Regions from separate parts of the Mus musculus genome. Here region 1 is linked to region 2. A link is a contact called in public promoter capture Hi-C data. All regions are on one chromosome and are shown on one strand. The core of a region is the stretch at or near the end of the contact, and the rest is flanking DNA. Distances in the headings are between cores, read along the strand shown.

The links. Promoter capture Hi-C pulls out the DNA fragments that hold promoters and counts their contacts.
Region 1: a promoter capture Hi-C map of liver shows a contact between it and region 2. The contact joins the promoter of Ywhaq here to the enhancer-like site in region 2. A contact is called at or near these places in 9 of 39 promoter capture datasets (the C10 cell line, cranial neural crest, embryonic stem cells and 6 more), 3 of 484 Hi-C or Micro-C datasets (LSK cells, cranial neural crest and embryonic stem cells), 4 of 115 datasets of contacts at active chromatin or transcription factors (bone marrow-derived macrophages, extraembryonic endoderm stem cells and pancreatic cancer cells) and 1 of 9 other capture datasets (liver).

The regions. Positions count from the first base shown.
Region 1 is chr12:21,414,631-21,418,685 of GRCm38.p6, reverse strand. Ywhaq (tyrosine 3-monooxygenase/tryptophan 5-monooxygenase activation protein theta) reads left to right here and starts at 1,250. Exons shown (of 5, transcript NM_011739.3): 1 at 1,250-1,888. The coding sequence starts at 1,595. It overlaps Gm4419 (predicted gene 4419), which reads right to left and starts at 804. Exons shown (of 4, transcript NR_166748.1): 1 at 604-804; 2 at 396-470; 3 at 1-56.
Region 2 is chr12:21,135,080-21,139,055 of GRCm38.p6, reverse strand. The region is part of intron 1 of Asap2 (ArfGAP with SH3 domain, ankyrin repeat and PH domain 2); the gene reads right to left. Among named protein-coding and RNA genes, the nearest start is that of Asap2, 25 kb to the right of the region's middle. Within about 2 kb of position 2,450, at least 139 of the 459 cell types and tissues checked have an H3K27ac peak or open chromatin away from gene starts, as enhancers often do. A contact at or near this core is called in embryonic stem cells, extraembryonic endoderm stem cells, liver and 1 more, where this site is marked.

The DNA.
Region 1 (4,055 bases), core at 1-2,500, 280 kb before region 2:
CCGGTAGGACAGCCACCTCACTAGGAATTGGATTGAGGGCTAGGAAATAAGGGAGCCTATTTAAAGGAGAAAAATGTTAGCTGTGACCCTGAATACATGGCATCTGGGGCAAATGCTCTCATTTCAGAAGGGTGTTTATTGTGCAGAGAAAAACATGAGATCTTCACAAATATATCAGGAGAAAAAAAACCCATCACACACAAAAAACAAAAGCATGCATACATGCTTTACAGAGTACAAAGGTGTGTGTGTTCGGGGCAGGGTGTACTTAGACATTAATGTGGAAAAGTAGTAAAGAAATGTTTAAGAAATATGCTTCCGGGGATCGGGTAGTCACAGCTGTGTTTGTTCAAATCGTGCTTAATGTCATTTCCCCGTTTTAAAGAAATGCTTACCTGACGCTGCCACGCAGTCCTGCCCAGATCTCCTGAATCTACCTTTCCATAAGGGAATTGCTGGCTTTCGGGTGCCTGTGTGAAAACTTGAATTAAGCCACTTTCTCTGGGAACGAATCCTTTTTTAATGGGGATCAGGATATTTCTAATTTGTAGCCGAAACAGGAAAATTGTAAGGGTTGCATTTTAATGTCTTGGGGATACAAACCTTTGTCAAGAACAGGAAGGTAGAAGAAAGGAAGGCGCTTGTGCATCAAAAGGGCTAATTATCTCACCCCTGCCAAGTCCAGCTGCAGCCGCAGCAGCTCGAGAGCTGCAACGCCCCATCTGCAGTGGTTGCTGCTACAGGACACGCGGTCGCAGCCTCGGAGGTCGAAAGCACCTCCGGTCCCGTGCCGCACCCAGGAGTGCCGGGCTGGCGGGGAGGATGAGGGGAGTTGGAAAAGCATCGCCATGGCAACAGTGACGTCCATTCACCCTGGATCTAATTGGAGGAAACCCCGTGGCCGAAGCCGCAGCCTGCGGGCCAACCGAACCTACCCGAGCCGACCCACCCTCGGAGCCTCCGCTTCGCTTCCCGCCCCGCCCCCTGGGCCCCCTTCCGCGCGCTCGCCCCTCATTGGACAGAGGAGAAGCTAGAGGCGGGACTCCTTGGGGAGGTGCAGCGTTCTATTGGTCGGTGGCGAGCTCGTCGGCTCCGTGCTAGGCTGAGACGGGAGGGTCCTCGGCTAAAGCCCAAAGCAGATCAAAGTGGTGGGACTCGCGTCGCGGCTGCGGAGACTAGAAGGTGAGTGCGGACACAGCTCTGGGACTGCGGCTGCAACAGCCGCCGCGAGGTACCGAGGCCGGGTTGGCGGAGCACGGTCCTCATATCTGCTAGGCTACCGCGCGCCTGAGGTTCGGGCTGGGACGGGAAGGTGCGGCACCAACGGCCGCTTCCATCTTGGGCCGGGTGGGGCCCGCGCTCCGGCCTTGGGGAGGCGCGGCGGGCGGGCCGGAGGGCGCGGGCGGAAGGCGGCGGCCCCGTGAGAGGCCGGAGGACGCGCCGCCTCGTGCGCTGAGACAAAGCGGGCGTCCGGCTGCATTGTCTGACGCGCTCTCTCCTCGCTCCTTTTTGTCCTCGCCGGCGCCGCCCCGCCCCGCCCCTCGCGGCTCTCAGGAGGACTCCGGATCCGGCTCGGCGCTCGCCCTCGCTCGCCATGGAGAAGACCGAGCTGATCCAGAAGGCCAAGCTGGCCGAGCAGGCCGAGCGCTACGACGACATGGCCACCTGCATGAAAGCCGTGACGGAGCAGGGCGCCGAGCTGTCCAACGAGGAGCGCAACCTGCTGTCGGTGGCCTACAAAAACGTGGTAGGGGGCCGCAGGTCCGCCTGGAGGGTCATCTCGAGCATTGAGCAGAAGACCGACACCTCTGACAAGAAGTTGCAGCTGATCAAGGACTATCGGGAGAAAGTGGAGTCGGAGCTGAGGTCCATCTGCACCACGGTCCTGGTGAGTTGGCGCCGGCATTAGTGAGGGAGTAGGGCGGCGGGAGCGACACCCCTTTTGTGTGGTGTTCCCGATGGGGAGAAACCTGTGGGATAGAGAGTTTGTGATTTGAGCCCCAGGCTTCCTTCTTACCTGTTTCAGAGCTTTCTCGGGGGTGGGTAACTCTTTTTTTCCCAAGCTCTGGGGTACAAAAACTTGGGGGGAGTAGCCGCGTAGGCTTGCACAAGACTGAAAAAGACCTATTTAACCTTGTGCCAGGAGAGTGGTCCTGAGATCTGTAAGTTCTTTCATGTCGTAGAAGGCATGGGGACTTTTACCATAGAGATGCTAGAATTTCCCCAGCCCCCCAAGATTTAGGAGTGAAAAATCTAGACATGTTTTATTTTTCATGTAAGAATATGTTGAGCCTTTCCTTGCTAAAGAGGTGTGGGGGTGGGTGGGTGGATGAGTTCACTGGATGAAAAGGATACAGATAATTTGAAGAATACCATGCCCTGGTCAAATTTCACTATTTAATAGTGTTTGTTTGTTTGTTTTCTATTTGTTGCCTCACTTTAGTCCGGTGTATGGAAATGAAAGCATTTCTGGTGTGGATGGGCAAGGAAGGCTTTCCAGGTTTTGCACTATCCAGTCCCAACCGGGATGTTAACTGCTATGATTCACCCTTATTAGAGGGGGCACTTTTAAATCTTGAGTCATTCATTGCCCAGATCTCTTATTCAATAAAGCAAGTTTCTAAAATTTAAATAGCATGCCATAGAGTGTCAGATATTAATGCTGCAAACTGTGACTCCTGTTCACATTGATAGGTAGTTATAGACTGATGATGAAGTAGCTGCTGGGTTTGCTCTTCACATGCCACCTTTATATGAGGCAGCTGGTAGCTGATAGGCTTGCCCTGGATCTTTTTAGGTGTCTTTTATGCAGGGTTTCATAAGAGAAGGGAAAAAGGGGCTTTCCCTTCTAGCCTTCATTTCTTTATCACATCGAATCAATGGAACCTAGAACATTTTTCCCTGTTGTGTAAAACCTACCTGTTTTACTAAAACAAAAGAGATTATCTGAGCAAAATCATGGCTGATAGATACAGATGTTAGGGGTCAGAAGCAATCAGTTGGTAGTGAAGTGCAGAAAACTCTGTTTTGTAAAGATGCCATTTTGTTCTGTTAACATCTATGTGATCTTAAGTTCCAGTCCCTGTTTAGCTTAGGGGAGGCAGCTCTTTGGCCTGAATTTTTTTACATTCAAGAGATGTCAACTAGGATAGTAATAGCAGACTTTAATACCATATATTGATGGCTATTGTTAACACTTTGGGGTTTATTTACCCATGCAGTTCTGAATCACCAGATTTTTGTGTAAACTATCAGTTTAATTCTGAAACAAAGGAATATTTATTCCGTCTTGCAGCTCTTACACACAACAAAGAATTGTGTTCTGCCTGTATGTATGTATACCACCTATGGGGATGCATTGTCCAGAGACTGGAAGAAGGGGTCAGGGGTTATCTCCTGTAACTGGAGTTGTTAGCTACCATGTGGGTGCTGGGAACTCAACTGGGTTCTGGGGTCCTCTGCAAGAATAGCAAGTGCTGTTAACCACAGAACTATTTCTCCAGCCCAGAAAATTTGGGTTTTATGGAAGCATAGATGTGGGAGTTTTCCTTTTTTTGATACGGTTTGAGAGAGTGACCAGACATTTATTGGAGACCTCTCATGCATATCCTTTTAATAAGAGAACTTTTGAAATTGGGACAGTAGTGCTTTTTTCGTGCACAAGACAGAAATAGAAGAGGTAGGTAGGTTGACTAATTTGTACACTGATGCACAAATTAGCTGAATTTTGCCTTGATGACCAACCTGGAGAAGAACCCCGGGAAAGCATGTCTCCAGTTGGCAGATATTCTGGAGAGCTTGATATGTTTTGAAAGGTTAAACAATACAGGGAAGAACAAAGCTGAGAACCACTGATTTGATTTGATTTGATTTTTTTTGTCCTTGAACAATTTGTAATATAGAGAATTGTGCTAGGTAATTTTTATAAGGTGTTTATGAATAAAATGCAGTTTAGTTAGAAGGAAACAAACCTCAGATAAGACTCTACAGAGATAATAGATTTGAGGGTGAGTATTGAGGGAGCAGTGTTAGAAGTGATTGCCATGGGGAGGATT
Region 2 (3,976 bases), core at 1,201-3,700:
AGGCTGCAGCATACTATACATACTGGGCCAGCAGCAAGCGCCACCTCCCTCCTGAGGACTCATCATCAAACCTAGCTACAGCTGAGCCCAAGCCGAGGCTTCTTAGAGTCTAGAAACAAGCAGAACTGGCTTCGTCTGGCCAAAAGTATCAAGTGTGTTTTCATTTAAAATTTACATCAATGGGAAATGTCCTAATCTAGCCTGTTCAAACTTCTCATTTTCACTGACTGTTTAAAAAGCAAAAGTCCCGGAGCAGCATTAACTATCAAAACACACTGAAGGCAGACTTTTTCCTCTTCCCTAACAATTTTAAATTGTCCACCCACTCAAACCAGAAAGGGTTTTTTCCTGGACTCCATCCCTTCCTCAGCCCCCACAGACTGAGGTCAGCCTGTTCCTCCTGTCCACACTATCCCTCCCTTCCTCCCCCATGCCCAGACACCTACCCATCTCCTACCCCAGCCCCGTCTGCACCCACACTGGTTCAGAGGGATCTTGCTGACACTCGGGTCTGTCTCAAAAGTCCTCCACCGCTCTCTCAGAAGAGGACATAGCCTAAGCTCTGTCAGCTTAACACAGAGCATTAAAGGAGAAGTAGACCAGGAGCAGTCAGCATGTACTTAGAATAAACCCATTCCCTGTTAAAGACAAAGAGACTAAAGGAAAACAATAATTAGGGGGCTGGAGAGATGGCCCAGTGGTTAAGGGTACTGTTTGCTCTTGCAGTGGACCCTGGTTTGGTTCTCAGCCATCCAAGCTCCTGACACCCTCTTCTGACCTTTCTACGGGCTCCAAGCATGAATGCAATACACATACATATATACATGCAGAAAAGAATGCAAATAATAATAATTAACTGTGGCCAGGTGTGGTGATGCATGTTCATGATCCTAGTTGGGGGTGGGGTGGGGGATGGTGGCATGAGAATTTGAAACCGACCTAGGTTATAGAGACCCTGTCTTGAAGGACGAGGAGGAGGAGGAAGAGGAGGAGAAGGAGGAGGAGGAGGAAGAATGCACTGTGTATCTGAGAGAGAAAGAGGGAGGGACTGGGGCATACACAATCATGTACTGGCTTTTAATACTTTAAATTAATTCCACCAATCTTTAAATTCCCCTTGGCTCTTTGATAAGGCCCTCCTATTTAATAAACACTAAATTAAGAGTGTTTATACCATTTTAGTTTTATTAATCTTCTTAACACAAAAGATTCTGGTTTGGAACACTCTCCAAAATACATTTGGTATTGGGCACATTTCAAATTAAAAATATAAAATAATAATAATGCAAAGATGAGGCTACAGGAGTGAGCAGGGTGGCTCAGTGGATACAGGTACATGTTCACACACACACACACGCGTCAATGAAATGTAATCATAACTAAGATGGAGCTACATCAGGAGTCTAGGAGAATCATCATTTTAATCCATCTCTTTGAAGGTCTCCACAGACTTAATGTCACCAGGCGTCCTGAAAACATGGTCTTTGCCTTGTGGTGCTCAATTACCTACAGACTTCAGCTTATACAAATCTGGAGAGATGCTCACTGGGTCAAGTGCTCACCACTAAAGCACGGGACCTGAGTCTGGATCTCCAGCATTCACAGAAAATGCCAGGTTTGAAGGCAAATGGTGGGAAGACAGAGATGGGCGAGTCCCTGGAGCTTGCCAGTTGGCTAGTCTCACCAATCAGTGAGAGGCTCTGTCTCAAAAAATAAAATAATATTATTTCACATATATAATTTATAATATATAATACATATATGGCTGCAATCAAGTAAGATACATATCAGCCTCGGTCTCCACACATGTGCACACCAAACATATACACATGCGTATACTGCACACTCAAATATACATGAACTCATACACACACACATAGCTACTCAGATCCGCCAAGGTCCTTCTCTCTTCTCCAGTGATCTGGGACCACCCAGCGCAGGGTCTTTGGACCTCAGAATTAACAACACTAAGAACAGTAGTGTTCTCCGTGGCCCAGGCATTCTTGTGCACTATGGGACATTTGGTAGCACCTTTGGCTTCACCCACTAGACGCCAGAAGCACCCCTTGCCCTGAGCACTCAAACATGTCTCCAGACCTTGCCGAGAATCCCTCTGAATCACAGCTGCCCAGACTCAGCAGCACCTCTCTCGTCCCACCACCTACCCCATTCTCGAGGAGACCTACACAGCTTGCCTCTCAACCACTTTCTGCATCTTGAGGCACCTTTGGATTCAAAGCACCTTGCAAAACTGGCTGACTGTTTTCTCAACACCATCCTCACAGCCTATCTGACTACACTGCCACTCAACAGGAGCAACATCTCAGCATCCAGCTACTTCTCAGCCACCAGCACACCATGGCCTCTGCTGTGCCTGAGGCTGCCCCAGCTTTTTCTTCCTCTTACTTCACTGCCTGTCCTCTGCCACAGTGTAAGCCTGCCAAGAGCCTTTGGCTATACAAAAGAGAAGGATTTTGGCATGAGCTACACACCCAGCCTTGGAGACTGGGAGCAACATTCTAGCTTGTGAAATAACAAACAAGGCCGTGAGCAAAATCGGAGCATCCAAAGACAAGGCTGGCATTCTGTGCTCCATGCATAACACTGCCATCCTGCAAGGCCTCCTGGCCTCTCCTCATACATGAGGTTCTGGGAGTGACTGTGTCTCCAGGGACACAGCCCCTCCCTGCTCCATGATACAATCCTGATACCAGGAAGACAGGGCATCTGTGTGGTTCAAAAGGTCATCCCACCCAGCCAGGTTCAAACTCCAGGCACCATCTCTGATTTGATTCAGTGGACATCAGTCACTCTAGCCACACTCAGGTTCCTACTCACAGCCTGAAGGGAAAACTGCAGTGGGTGTGTCAGTGGGTGTGTCGGTTGAGAACAGGAGCTGCACTCCTTGTCTGGGGCCTTGGGGGAGGCTGGGAGAGCCGGCTCCCAGGCTCCTGTCTGCACCACTTATCACTGGCAGTCAACGTGCCCGCTCTGAAATTCCTCTGAACACTTCCCCAAACAGGATATGTTCAATCAGTGAGTCATGAAAAGTGGGATATTTCTAGAAATGCAATGGAAGGAAGGTGTGGGAGCGAATTTCTAAAGAGAATGAACAAAAAGACAATATGGAAAGCTAATCAGGAATTTACAGGGCCGGAAGTGGCCGTTGGCTGGGCCTTTGCAAAGAGCCCCACAGCCTCAGGCTGATCAGCCTGTAAGCTGGACTACCCCAGATGTATCCAACTCAGTAACACAGCCATCTGGTGCTAGGCAGGTCCACCTTTCTGCTCCTCAGTTCCACCAGCCCTGGGACTTGGAATGAGAGTTCCAGCTCCTGGATTCACACTGTGGGCAGAGCCTGCTTTGGAGACTTTGGTCAGGATCTGCGTGTTTCCTCCAGCCCCACAGGTTGGCTTTCCAAGTGTCCCAACAGTTTCTGGCTCCTCATGTAATTTTGAGATACTCTTACCACTCAGCAGGGCTCATGGACCAACTGCTCCTACAGCAATCCTGACTCAGGGCAGCCAAACTACGAATGTCTCCAGTCTTACAGATTCAAAATTCAAACCCAGAGAGATGACAGGTGGGACAGTCAGAGTCAGGACAAAGTGGAACCCAAGACTGAGCTGGCCTGGACCTCCGGCTTTTCAACATCTCTTGGGCACCCTTTCTTCTCTAAACGTGGATGAGATGACAACACACACAGACTGTGTTTAACACTCACTGAGAGGACTGGAGACATGGCTCAGCTCTTCTGAAGGTCCTGAGTTTAAATCCCAGCAACCACATGGTGGCTCACAACCATCCTCTTAACAACTCTGACTTCGTCTTCCGGAGTGTCTGAAGACAGCTACAGTGTACTTACATATAATAAATAAATAAATCTTTAAAAAAACAAACACTCACTGAGCACCGTCACCATGTCAGGTATGCGGTAAGTGCAATATAAGTATTCCTTAAACAAGTAAATGAGGTG